Regions from separate parts of the Dromaius novaehollandiae genome. Here region 1 is linked to region 2. The links are chromatin contacts, called in public Hi-C maps. All regions are on one chromosome and are shown on one strand. Each heading gives the region's core, a stretch centred on a gene start, on an enhancer-like site or on the middle of the called end of the contact. The rest is flanking DNA. Distances are from core to core; before and after follow the strand shown. Region 1 overlaps DPF3 (double PHD fingers 3). Region 2 overlaps RGS6 (regulator of G protein signaling 6).

Region 1 (6,391 bases), core at 3,749-6,248, 150 kb after region 2:
CTCTGAACTTCCTCTCATTCTTCAATAATCTTCCTGAGAGGGACCAATACTGTACCCAATATTTTCAGACGAAGCTACACACCCCCTTTAAGCAAACGCATTACAATTTTCTTTTTATTACCCACAGTATTATCCCTCATGCAGCTTAATGTGAAGTCCACAGCTGCACAGGAGGAGAATTAGGAACTTTGTAACAGTGGAAAGAACTTCCAGTAAATAACACTTAACATACAGGTAACATTAAAATGTCCCTCTCACTGCCCCTTCACTCAGCACATTCAGATCTCTCCAAGGGGCTCTCACAGACCTCTCTGGCCTTGACTACTCTGAATAACTTTGTACCATCTGCAAATCTTTGTCCTTCACAACACGCTCCCTCTCTCCACCTTGTTCGTTACTATATTATGCAACAGTGGACTGAATGCAAGACCTTGATGCGCCAGCTATCAGCCTTCTTCTATAATGGAAACTGCTTAGTTTGGCTTCTTTGCTTTTCTAGAAGTTTTGATCCAAGGCAACACTTTGCTTCTCTTTGGAGGCCTATTACATACCAAAGGTCTTCAGACAGTCTAGGCAAATTGTCAACATCCTAATCTACTAGTCCTTTACAGATCATGCAGAGAATTTTACGAGAGTAGTGAGACATGATTTTCCTTTGTAGAAAAAAAATGCAGCTAGAACCTCCTGTATCATCCTTTCCCAGGTGTTTTACTGCTTACTCCTAATTACTGTTTCAATCAATTCCTCAAATGTGCATGTAGAATTTATTGGTCTTTAAATCCTTGAATCTCATCCAAATCTTTTTTAAATACAGGTAGCAACATTTGTTACCCACCCATTGTTCTAATTCTTTCTACTGTAACTCCTAGTTTGTATCACAAGCCCTTCTTAAGGCACTGCAATTTCAGAGAACATAATCTTTATTACAGCTAATAACTACTAGTGAAAGTAATACGACTAAAAGCTTACTGTTTCCAAAACCAGAAATTTCAAGAAAGTTTATAGATAAATTTCCTTTTGATTAATATTCCAAATGCTATAGCACCTGGTTAGCATATGAGATACAGGAAAGAGGAAAGACTGAAAGTCAGAACCAAGAAAAAAAAAGTTAAATCAACAAAAATCATCCATAAAAATAAAATGTTATTTAAGAGTTCTTCCTGCTTTAATAAACCAAGATATTATTGGTGTCACAGCTAAAGATTGTACATATATTTGTAATTCAAATACATGTGTGTACATATAATTAAGATTTATGTTTCTTAACTTGGCAGTGTCCCCTTCATAGTGATTAAATTAACATGGTTATTTCTGTTTACCAGCTTAGTGCAGCAACCTCTCTATTTATCAAGGTCCTTAGACTGCAGTGGTAGAATGGGAACAATAATCCATGCCAGCATCATTCCAATATCTGTTTTTTATTGAACTGCTGCCTCCAAAAGAATCATATTTTCACAGATCCTACAAAACGGTGGGCTTTTTCAAATTTTGATTCAACAAAATAGCTGCACATCGCCATCCTTAAACATTTAGTTCACAACGCATTGGAGGCTAAACAACTTTTCAGTGTCTCTTTGAGACATAAATTAAAAACAGCCATCCCGTTTTCTATACAATGCAATGTATTTGTTTTACAATGGATCATTTCCATCTCCACAGTAGCAGCTGCCACCCAAGCCATCCTCTCTGCACACTCGTAAGCAGCTCCATTTCCAGTTCTAATTGGGAACAGAGATACTTATTGGGTGAGTTCCAGCATGATCTATCACGCCAGAGACAGCTACTATGCAAACCAAAGCAACCCGGCTTCCAAAAACCCTCTTAGACAAACACTGACTTTGCACATAGATTCTTGTGTTTTTGTTTCTTGGTGCTGGTTTTTTGGAACATAAAAAGTGCCAGCGGAAACTATATATCAAGAGTCCATGAACTGCTGTTTAAGATGGATAAATCCAAGGATACTACCTTAATAACCACTACCTCTTTAAAATTATATAGGTGGTCTAAAAAAGCCACCTAATTCACAGCAAACAGAACTACTGCTGAGCGAATGCAGCCACTAAGCTCATTAACAGGATGTGGCAGGATGTGTCTGAAAGTGCAATGCAGTGGCTCAGCAAGCAATTAAATCCCATGACAGTTTAAAATGAGAATCTATCAGTGTCACAAGAGTGTGAAGCCTCAGCTTTTCTGCTGTTCCCACCCCTAGCGTTTTATTTATGATGGTGTATTGGGAACATGGGAAGTCAAAAAGATTATAATGAAATATGCCATATAAAAACCAGATTAAGCCTGCTCTTCTTTGGGGAAATATGCAGAGAGAGAAGCTGTCTGTTAGCTGTCGAGTTTGCAAAAGATACCATCTTTTGGGATGGTGCTCTCTGCCAGCAGACAGAGTGCCCCAGGGGAAATGGTGGTGAAAAACCCAGACAAGCAGCATCCATCCATCCATCATACGCTCATCTCCACATCTCCAAGGCACAAATATAGCGTTAGAGTGCAAAGGGTGGGGGCAGGGGGGACAGAATCCCTTAAGAAAGAAAGAGTAGACAATGCTTTATGTTGAATAGCTGGATTTTGTAGCTTTTCTGTGTGTGCAAAACCAGACTCTCCTCAGCTTGCTTGCTTGCTACATTCATGGCCAGTATAGAAATTTGCTATTGTTCTTGGAAAGGATGTGCTCACAGCAGTGACCAGAACCAGGTATGCTAAAGGTAGGGTACTGCATGGTTTTTTCCTAAACATGCCTCTGCCAGCACAGCGCAGTACTGATCTTCACTCCTCTTGAAGATCTGGATCTCCAAAACCCTTCTTTCACTGCAGCTTCTCCTGTTACCCCAGGAGCAGATGCCCATGTCATTGCCGTTATGCTCTAACCCTGACCTTCCACAGTCCCTGCTATCCCAGCCTGTCCTCCCCGCATTACCACAATTCAGCACCCATCTGTAGTAATCTCTTCAGTGCCAGTTCTACATTTATAATTCTTTCCAACCCTGATGCACAGAACCTCCTGCCACCCAAGCCCTGGGCCTCCCGTGGGACTAGACTACTGCTAACACAGACTCACACAATGGGTCCATAAAGCCAAACAAATGCCCCAAGCGACTAGCGAGCATCAAATGCACTTCATTTTTAATCCAAGTCAGATGCAATAAAGCCATGGCTCTACTGGAGATTGAAAGGTTGCTCCAGTAACCCTTTGTCTCCTCCTCCAATTCCATCCTCAAACCTCATGTATACTATTGCAAGGTAATCTTAATAATGGTATATAATCTCAAGGTCTCAAGGTAAACAGGGCCATGATGTGAACACAAATCAAGCCAAAGAGAATGATAAACCTGTTTTAGAACTAAGCCTACTTGAAAGAAAGAGGCAATTTGTTTCCTCAGAAACAAATCACCTTGTGTGGAGAGAACAGTTTGGAAGACCGTTCTCCACTAAGCGAAAACTCCTCTTCAGCGGGCAGAGCACTGCTCTGCTCTGCGCCCACAAAGTGCAGCAGACTAAAGCCACTGGATCCTATAAAGGTCTGAAATGGATCTTACTAAATACTCACTGCAAGTTTTAGAGCCTACTGAGATATGCCCCAGTGTACTGAGATTTGCGCTGAAAGAGTGAAAAATCCTCATGTCTTCCTACCACCTTTTCCTGCAAAGCTGCTAGCCTCACGGTAAGGCAGAAGGAGTGGGGGGTGGGCAAGGCAGGGGGAAAAAGGGTGCAGACAGAGAAAGAAAGAGGAAGCAACGATCCGTGGATACTGGGGAACTGTACACTTTCACTCTGCAACGTGGGCATAAAATGCAGGAAAATCTCAGGACAACTCTTAATTTTAAGACCAGAATCCAATGGAAAGATTCTACCAGCACCTACCTAAAATACTTCCCAGAAGGCTACAACACGACAGGAGGGAGAAATAAGGCTGCTGAACACAGCAGAGGTTCTCCGATATAAGGTTAAGCATTGTTTAGTTTAGCCCATGATCAAAATGTGGACTTTACAAGCAGCTGTATTTCTTTGGCAGACTAGAATGCCTCTATAAAATCTCACAATAAAAAAACAGCCCTCCTGTTGGTTGTCTCTTACAAGTTCTTTACAGATTTATTTCTCAGCACAGATATAAATCATTGTCACATATAATATACTGCACCTGCTTCTCAAAGACTGTCAAATTACAGTATCAGGCTAAATGCTGGATCATATAACTACCCTCAGGGCTCAAATCATAAAGGAATATTTCCCTTCAATAACATTATTCTAGCACTCGTTCATGTTCATGGTCGCTCTTGCATTTGTGTTCTAGATAGGCTCACACTGCAAAGAGGCCTTCTGCACCATCAGGTCACACAACCACTGCAGACACTACCAAGGGACAGAGACTGGGTAGCTGCTACAATTTAGAAAAAGTTCCTGAGTAGAAAGTCTATTCCTTTGGGCTTTGCATCACCCTAACATGCTTCCAGCCTGTTTGGAGTAAGAGAAGAACTTGCTCAACCTATCTGCAAGTGGTCATACAGATATACACACAGTCACACAGGCCTACTGACCCATCAGAAGAACCAGAACCTGATTATTGTCTGGCAACAAGACAACTATCAGCAAACACCAGTCACCCCCACACCGGGCACAATCCACAAACAGTAGCAGGGAGTGGACCTCCACTGCAATCAGCTGCACTGTTTCCGAATGTGACAGCACTGAATCATGTGTAAAACCAGCCATGCTATAACCCTGCCACAAATTCTGGGAGATTTTGCATAGCTTTTCCTCTCCCACATCCAAGGCAGTGCAGGGGATACGATACCTCTAGTAACAGAAAAATCTGCATAATGCAATTATCTTTGAACTGCAGTACACAAGCATCCAAATTAATTCAGGCTGGGCCTGGCAGAGCCAGCACTAAGCCAGAGCTGATAAACCTGCCAGAGCCAATCTGAATCCCGCGAAGATCGTTGGGAGCCTGCACTGCGCTTTCTCATGCTTCATATTTCAGGGGGGTTATTTGCTTGAGTGCAGTACTCAGCTCGAGCTGGCTCCATATGTTCACATGATGCTGCACTCAGCTAATGAGGCCCTTCTGAAACCTAAAGCACTGGGAGCAGGCAGAGACACCCAGTCAGCTCTGAAGGCATCAGCATGGATGCAGCACTGCTCAGCCAGATTCCAGGTGTCCTGGACCTGATCCTGCATCTCTCTCTGCAAAGCTCCCACTTCAAGGAGTGTAGTGCTCTGAAACTCATGCAGGCCTGAGAAGCAGGATAGCCACATTTGCATGGCACTGAGTCTGAACAAGTCACAGGTCAGCTATGTCAAGCAGAGCTGGTTCAGCACCCACGGCTCGGTAAATACCAAACCTGCATAAACCACTGAAGAACAGAAAGGCCACAGCAAAGTGACTGGCGATTTTAACAAGGGATGAGAAGCAATCATCCTGGACTCTGCCCTTGGCATCACTACAGTTTCACTATGTGATCGTGGGCCAAACTCTAACAAAGGTACCCTCTGTGTGTTTTCATCGTCTGTCAAATGAAGATAGTCTTCATCTATCCTCTAGGGCTTGGTAAGGTTCATTTAATATTCACAGGCATTCAGATCTTCAAATAAAATGCACCAAATGCAAGGTGTTCTTACATGTTCTTGCATAGCCAGGTTTAAAAACATTTTTTTCTAGCCAAGAAAAACACTGAAAACGTGAGACGATTTTCACAAATGTCAGATTTCAGAGGCCAATTCGCAAATTCCAAGGAGTGAGGATAACATTTACTCATACTGGTAAGATGCATCTGACAGAAGAAGCTATATTGTTGAAAAATGTTATTATAAGAAGGAAAGCTTCTAACAGAAACATGGCAAGAGATGCTAGTAGGTATCCTTTCAGAAATGGGAAAGAACAAAGCAAATCATCTGCTGAAATGCTCAGATCTGTTGCCACAAAAAGGCAAGAAATTCCAAGAGGCCTATAAAATGTTTAGACAAAAAGGTGAACTCTAGAATTAATAAGAGAATGGTAAACAGGAAGATTAATGGCACCAGAGAAAATGCAGATGGTGAAGCCCAGCCTGCAGGCTCAGCAAGACTCTGAATAGGGAGGGGGGAAAAGGCAAGGTGTAAACAAGGTGACCTTCAAAGCCACTGGAATGGCCACCAAAAGGCCAGCCAGAGGGCATCCTCAGACACAAATGTGCCATCTGGGCTGTCTCACAACAACGTGAGCAAGATTTATCTTTTTCAAAATTTGCAGGGAGGTGAAATGGGTAGCAGCAGAGAATATGACCATTCATTCTAAAGCTGTACAATTAAATACGCAGACTGCAAAACCATGCAATCTATTTTGTAAAGAAAACATGAAAGAAAGACTCTCCGAGATCTCCCTGCATATCCCCACTCAGGAAGG
Region 2 (6,676 bases), core at 1,269-3,768:
TTTGGTGCTGTGGGGCTGGAAAGGAAAGTTTTTCCTTACGCTGCACTCCAGTTGCCCTCCCTGTATGTGGGGTTTTGTGACTGTAGAAGCAACCTTCACCAGTTCCTGTGTATCCGTTACACATACATTAAAAAAAAAAAAAGGCAAGTTCCTTCCCTTCTGGGTTTCACAAAGCAACCTACAACCAAACAGGATCTAAATACTAGAGCCCCTAAGTATACCCAGCAGAGCAATTAGGTGGATGTAACAAAAATAGGAAAGTGGACATATGAAAGGTTATGCTAGTATACGTGTTACTGCACAGAGCAGAAAGTAAACGCCTTGAAGCAGAGGTCTACGTAGTAGCAGATACTTAGTGTTACTTCTTTCCTCAGATTTTTTTTTAAAGTTTATACACACCACAAATCATAAAGTACTTCTTTTATCCAGTGCCTTTCATTTTAAGTTGTGGTGGTCATGTTTTATGACAAATATCTAACATCCAGCTTTTGTCTAGCTGTTGCTTTTCTGTCTATTAAGGCATTGGGGATCGAACTGCTCTCTACGCTAACTTCTCTCTGTACTACACAGGCAGAGAAAGGGCTAGGAAAAAGCCATGAGTGAGCTCTCACCTTGCACATACAGTGACAGAAGATCTCTCCGGATGAAAGATCATGAAAATGATGTGACAAGAACGGTCAACATATTCACACAGCGGAAGAGTCTACCTGTTCCTTGGTATATAGATCATGCCAGGCTGGGTAGGACCATGCAGGAACAGTAGCAGTGTCTCATGTGCCAAACACTTCCAAACTCCAAAAAGTCTCTAGTTTGCTTAAATATTGAATTCAGCACTCAGGCTCTGGTTCTCTGGGACGTTCATGCCAGTACTGTGCATTGTGCTACTTGGATGCAAAAAGTAGCTGTATCTCAAATCCTGAGCAAGAGTATTTCTTGTTCATGTGAGAGTCAGGTAGTAGCTGACGCTATTTTGTTTCTCCCAAGTAGTGAGAGAAAGAGGCTTGCAAATAAGCCGCTTTACACCTGAGAACCCAGGACTCCGTGGACTCCAGGGCTTGAGCTCAGTCACTTAAAGGCACATACAAGACAATATGCCAGTAGATATCCTACAGCCAAAACGTTTATGAGATTTGGAAGTCTGCAGCTCTGTTTATATATCCAGCATATATTCTCCATGTAGGCATCCAAGAAGGTCTGATCATACGTATCTCAGCATAGCCACCATTACTGAGAAGTCATATGCTGCTTTCTATTGCGAGTTGCTTCTGTAAGGCTGAATCCTGATCTGTGACCATCTCCCATGGGACAGAGAATGTCCCAGTGCTACGGAATTTCATTTCTGCGAGGTGGGGGTTTCTCTGTTTTCCCATCCATGGCAGAGCCCAGCTTTTTGGCAGGGTTTTCACCATAGGAAATGGAAGGAGGAAGCTGCAGATGGCCTTGCAAATGGTTTTGGCCAAAAAGTTGAATAATTTCCATCTTATGGCTACACCTCAGCATGTATAGGAGCACAGAGGGCCATCTTCATTGCTGCATCTCCTAGAATTTTATCCTGTTTGGAAAAGGGATTCAAGGCTTCCAAATCCTACACAAGTTTCTCTCCTCCTCCCAGGCAAAACCTGTTCACTTGGGCTTTTTGCCAGCAGCAAGGATTTGGCCCATATTGAGAGAATCAGCCTGTTAGCCACAATCATTGTTCTCAAAACCTAAAGCTGCTCATATGGCATTGGACTCCCGACAGCCCACTCCTGTCTCCCAGGATAGCCCTTGCTATATTTAGGACTAAATCCTCCTGCAGTACCAAGCTGACCCCTTAACTGTGCTGCTCGAGCTCTTCGCCTCTGTCGGCTGCCACACTGCGTCTGCCCCTGGCCCCCCAGCAGCTCTGCGTGCCCGTTTCTGTGGTTGAAGGTGTGAAGTAAACCAGTTGTCTCATCGATTTACAGGGGAGCCAAAGCTAAATTTATGTGTTACTTTTATCAATGCACTTTCACGCAAAAGATTTACATTGTGTTTCCAACTATGTATCTACAGGGCTAAACAAAGGATTTCTGTGTATTACTCAAAATGAGCTCTCATTGCTTACAGTTATTTCTTCTGCTAAAGCTCCTTCTTACATTACTGTGCCTTCAGCCCAGTGTAATTTCATTTGTGGTCTAAAAAGAGGTTTTATGCTTTTTAGTTTAGCAAGGAGGTTGGTCTATATTACAGTATAATTATTCATCGTTTTTTTCCTTGGTAATAAAAACAACTTGGTTGAGTGTGAAGAAAATGCACCAGCTAAAAGTATGGGTGTAAATTATTGTGTCACTTAAATAACATAAGAGTGGCCAAAAAGATATAGCTCAAATTTTCCAGAGCAATTCACACTCAGGCCAAGACCCTTATGTGTCATTTAGCAACCTGCAACATTTCTTTTCTAAACTATAAATCACAGGAAGTCTTGCACTCCAGCAGCAACAAGAGCACTCATTTACTGCTAGCCATGCTAGGTGGCAGTACTGCTAGGCACCAGTGAGGCTTGAGAAACAGGGTCCCTTACAGGTTAATGCATTCGGACTGCTCAAAAATGGCAATACAGCATTGCTGAGAAGAGTAAAATGCTAAATGCAGAGACTAGAATAAGCAGATGCAGAGGAGTTCTTAGTGAGGATTTGGAGACGTTAAGGGGGATTGGAATAAAACCCCCATGTTTCGCATACACACACATGCATGCACACACGCACACACACACTTAGATTCAGTTGGGACAAGTTTGAAGGTCTTTTCTTCTACTGTGTGCTGCATGCGTTATCTCGACTGTATCTGCTACCGGCTATTTCTGCTTCCAGGGCCAGTGTGGCATTTTTCCTGCCTTGTCTGGAGCACGTTTCAGCACAGTCAGTTAGACCGAATGGCAATTGATAACTAGTGCTCCTAAAGCCCGTTGCACTCAGCAGTGGCACAGGTAACTAGCTCTGTTCCTGAGGAGTAGGTTTGCTTTCTTTTCTTTGGCATAGACATTTAGGAGGATCCTGGTGGTGTCGTGCTATGGTGTCCTGCTGGTCAGGCAGGATACCTGCCGGTGGGCTGGGAGAAGTACGGTGCAGCCAATACGATACGGTAAGAATAGCCGCTGGGTAGCGCTTTTCGCTGCCTGCGGTACGTGTGCTTTCTGGCGCTGGGGCTCAGGGATTAACCTTGCCACCTCTGCCGCAGAGGTGTCCATGCAGAGCAGAGGTGCTGGCAGAGGGGCATTAGACAGCTGCCAAGTCTCTTGGGAAGGTGCAGCAATCCCATGCTGTGTGCTCAGAAAAGCATCTCCCTCCTTGCTATCCCCTCTTTTTGCAGTGGAGACAGTCCTTTGAAAAGCCAACCTCAGGCAGGTCCCCAGCTGGCATCAGTTATCATCCTCCTAGTGAAGGCCACAAGGCATTCACTGAGGCTCTGCTCTCTCACGTGTGAATGTGCGGTAAATTCGTCCCTGGTGCCCAGCGTGCAGGTAGAACAAACATTAGCATTCATTGTGGTTTGCCATTATTTATTTAGTTATTTAATCTACTGCTTTATATTGCTTGTGGCCTTCTCTTCTAATAGATTTGTCTGACATTCTGCAAATCTCCCTTTCAGCTGGCTAGAAGGGTAGCTGCTAGGGCTCGCATGCTCGCAATACAGAGGGATTCGCAAATACGCTCGTACTAGTTTTATGCCAAGTCTCAGTGGTAGGGTCAAGGGAGGCCCCGAAGCAATCTAAAAGGCAGGAGTGGGATAGCTACAGTGGGGAGGTTTATGATCAGTTTCGGAAGGGCAAGGTGGGACCTTGGAGCTGAAGTGAATCTTAGGTATCTTAGTCTTTCTGTAACCCCCCTGTAATAGGCTGAAAAGTGTGCTAAATGGGAAGAGCTTTACTTGAAACAAGCAAAGAATCCGAGATTTTCCCCTATCCCCCACCCCCACCCCCAACAGCTAAAGCTTACAACTGTGTTTAGATACAAAGAGGGGAAACTTTCTATCAGCAAGTTAAAATTTAAGGGCTTGCTGGAAACTTTGCAGATGTTCACAGGTCATGAGACCATTGCACTTGGTCTTCACAAACCCCCAAATGTCTCAGGCCTGTCGCAAAATGTCATAGTGGGTAAGGTGCAAGTGGGTTTAGAAATGGATTTGTTTAACACTGCACATTTCATAGGAAATTCATCTCATATGCACATTTCAGGGGAAAGAGCTAAGATTTTCTGCCAGAAAGAATTTTTCTTAATAGGCAACACACTTCCTGAGGTCTGCCAGGTGCTTTGTGCAAGTTAGTGTTTGTTATTATTTTTTTATCATTCATTTTTTCCCCACATATCTGTCAGGTGTTTCCAAGGCCCTGCTTGGCTGGCTTGGCTGCCACCCTCTGCCCTCCTCAGGGTCACTGTGCTTTGACTGCTGAGGGGGAGAGACCTGAGATCGCATTGCAGCACATTGATTTGAAGCAGGTGCAGCTTTGAGACAGTTTCTGCTATCTCATCCACCTCCCACATTCCCATCTGGTTTGCAAACTTTGATTTTTTTTCCCTTTCCCCTCCTGTCAAGAAAATTTACAGAGCTTGTCCTTCATCTCCTTCCAAAGATAGGGCATGTGAAAGGAAAAGGCAGAGAGATGCTGAATCTTATCAGGTTTTTTTTCCCTGCACTTCAGCTGTCCGCTGTAGCTGGGGCGGGATTTCCTCTTGGTTTCACATAACTGTAGAACAGAAATTTTCTGTGATTTACCTGGCTGGTTCCTTTGTGTTTTAATTCACTGAAGTGACAATATTTTCCCCTTTAAAATTTACTGTTTGTTCTCCTTTATATCATGGAATGGCAACCAGCCATTTCTGAAGTGTAACTCTCATTACAGAAACCTAAGCATAGAGAACATGCTTAGTATAGCTCGTGTGGCCCTCAGGCACAGTGCGTTGTTCTTCTCACCACAGAAGAGATGTGGTTCAGGTGCACTAAACATAAAAGGGATATACCTTTTTCTAAAGATGAGATGCTTGCAGACCCCATTGCTCCCCAGTGCCTTAGTTCAGTATCTGGGGAACAACATTTTGGAAGGTGTGTAACAGCAAATCTGCTCTACTTTTAGGAAACTGTTAAGAGAATTGTTCATTTATTGGAGAAGAAACCCACCATCTCCAGCCCACAAATACAAGGGGACAAAAGGTCCCAGAAGATCTTATCAAATTGAGTGTTTTTCCTTTGCTTATTAAAAACAAATTATTAACTGGATGTGCCATTCATCCCTGGATATAGTTATGATGCAAGGAATATGCCTTAAAGAAACTGTAATTCAGGTTGCTGTGAGCTTGTTGCTCCTGCGTTGCACCTTCTGATTAGCCTTGTGGTAAAGAGTCTGGTGCAAGGTCTTTGCTTTGAAATTGGCCCGCGCTGCTAGCGAGAGGTGACTGTGTCCTCAACCATGATGTCTTGCAACAGCTGCGTGTCCAAAGAGTGATGAAAAGGTGGATTCTCAGGAGCTCGCCAGAGGGAACAAGAGCATGTTGCTAGTCGCTTGACGATCGAGGCTTGTGTGCTGCTTGCAGGGACGCACTGGCCACAGAGCTTGCCATGTTCAGATGGAAGCAGTGTGTCTCTTTCTGTTAGCTCTCCAGAGCTACATGTATTTAATGTGTCAAAAGTGTCCATTTAAATTGTCAAATTTACTCCTACAGATGCAAAAGAGGGAGGAGAAGCACTGTGTGGCTTTTTTGACATTTGAAAGGCACACTGATACTACTAGTAGAGCCCCCCTAATTACATAAGCAAGTTATTATGTCAGTCCCTGTGTTAGACAGATATATCCAAATGAATCCATCCTCGGAAGGCAGCACTGATACAGCCAGCACTCCTCAGCAGCACGCTGTGCCAGGGACGTATTTGTCACACTTTTTGTCTGTTTTTAAAAGCAGAGTGCTACCTTGTGTAATGATTTAATAGATCACTTGGGAAATAATCATTAGTTTGGTAGATTGGCTGCTTGGCTGGTTGGTTGGTTGACTTTTGGCAATGTGACTCCCTGAAGGACTACTGTCTTAAGAATAGGGCAGAGAGCTGGGACTCTGAGCTCTAGCTGGGGAGCAGTACCCAGCAATGGCTAGGAGATACCGCCTTCCTAGAGGATATGTTTCTCCTGCTGTTGTGCACATGTGGCCTGGGAACTTTCCATGGCGCCTGCAAAGAAATGTTGCAGTGATCATTCTGGGCAGGCTGCTCTCAGTGCAACAGACTGTAATGTCCAGAGCTGCAACTGAGTTGCTGAAAAATTGCATAAATGGTGAATTTGCTTTGCCTATTCAGGGAGCCAATAATAATGAGCTCATTCCCTTAAAATAAGCAGGTTTATGAAATGCAGAGTTTTCTCAGAAGAGGGATGGAAAGGCTTGAATTTCTTGCCAGCAGCCTCAGGTATGTCATGGAGCCTGCAAGTGTATAAATTGTACCACTAGAGATGCTGACTGTAGTTGACGAATGCAGTCTTTTGTGAGGTTTAGCTTCTTCTCAACCAAAGAGAAACAAAAGCAGCTGCCCAGTAAATTAGGAAGCAAGCAACCAATGGATTGCCATGATAATCTACAGTGAGTTAAAAGTCTGTGATGCAGTGGGACATGCACACACCTCTGCTACTATACCCATTGCTCAAGCTTTATTGGAAGAATGTGCTCAATTGTTG

Evidence for each region. Hi-C and Micro-C count contacts between places; a contact is called where the count stands out from the background.
Region 1: a contact with region 2 is called in a Hi-C map of brain, with 2.7 times the contacts expected there. The contact joins two enhancer-like sites. A contact is called at or near these places in 2 of 4 Hi-C or Micro-C datasets (brain and ovary).

What each region holds. Positions count from the first base shown.
Region 1 is chr5:41,002,148-41,008,538 of bDroNov1.hap1, forward strand. All of the region lies in intron 3 of DPF3 (double PHD fingers 3), which reads right to left. Among named protein-coding and RNA genes, the nearest start is that of DPF3, 120 kb to the right of the region's middle. Within about 2 kb of position 4,999, at least 1 of the 2 cell types and tissues checked has open chromatin away from gene starts, as enhancers often do.
Region 2 is chr5:40,852,098-40,858,773 of bDroNov1.hap1, forward strand. All of the region lies in intron 15 of RGS6 (regulator of G protein signaling 6), which reads left to right. Among named protein-coding and RNA genes, the nearest start is that of RGS6, 260 kb to the left of the region's middle. Within about 2 kb of position 2,519, at least 2 of the 2 cell types and tissues checked have open chromatin away from gene starts, as enhancers often do.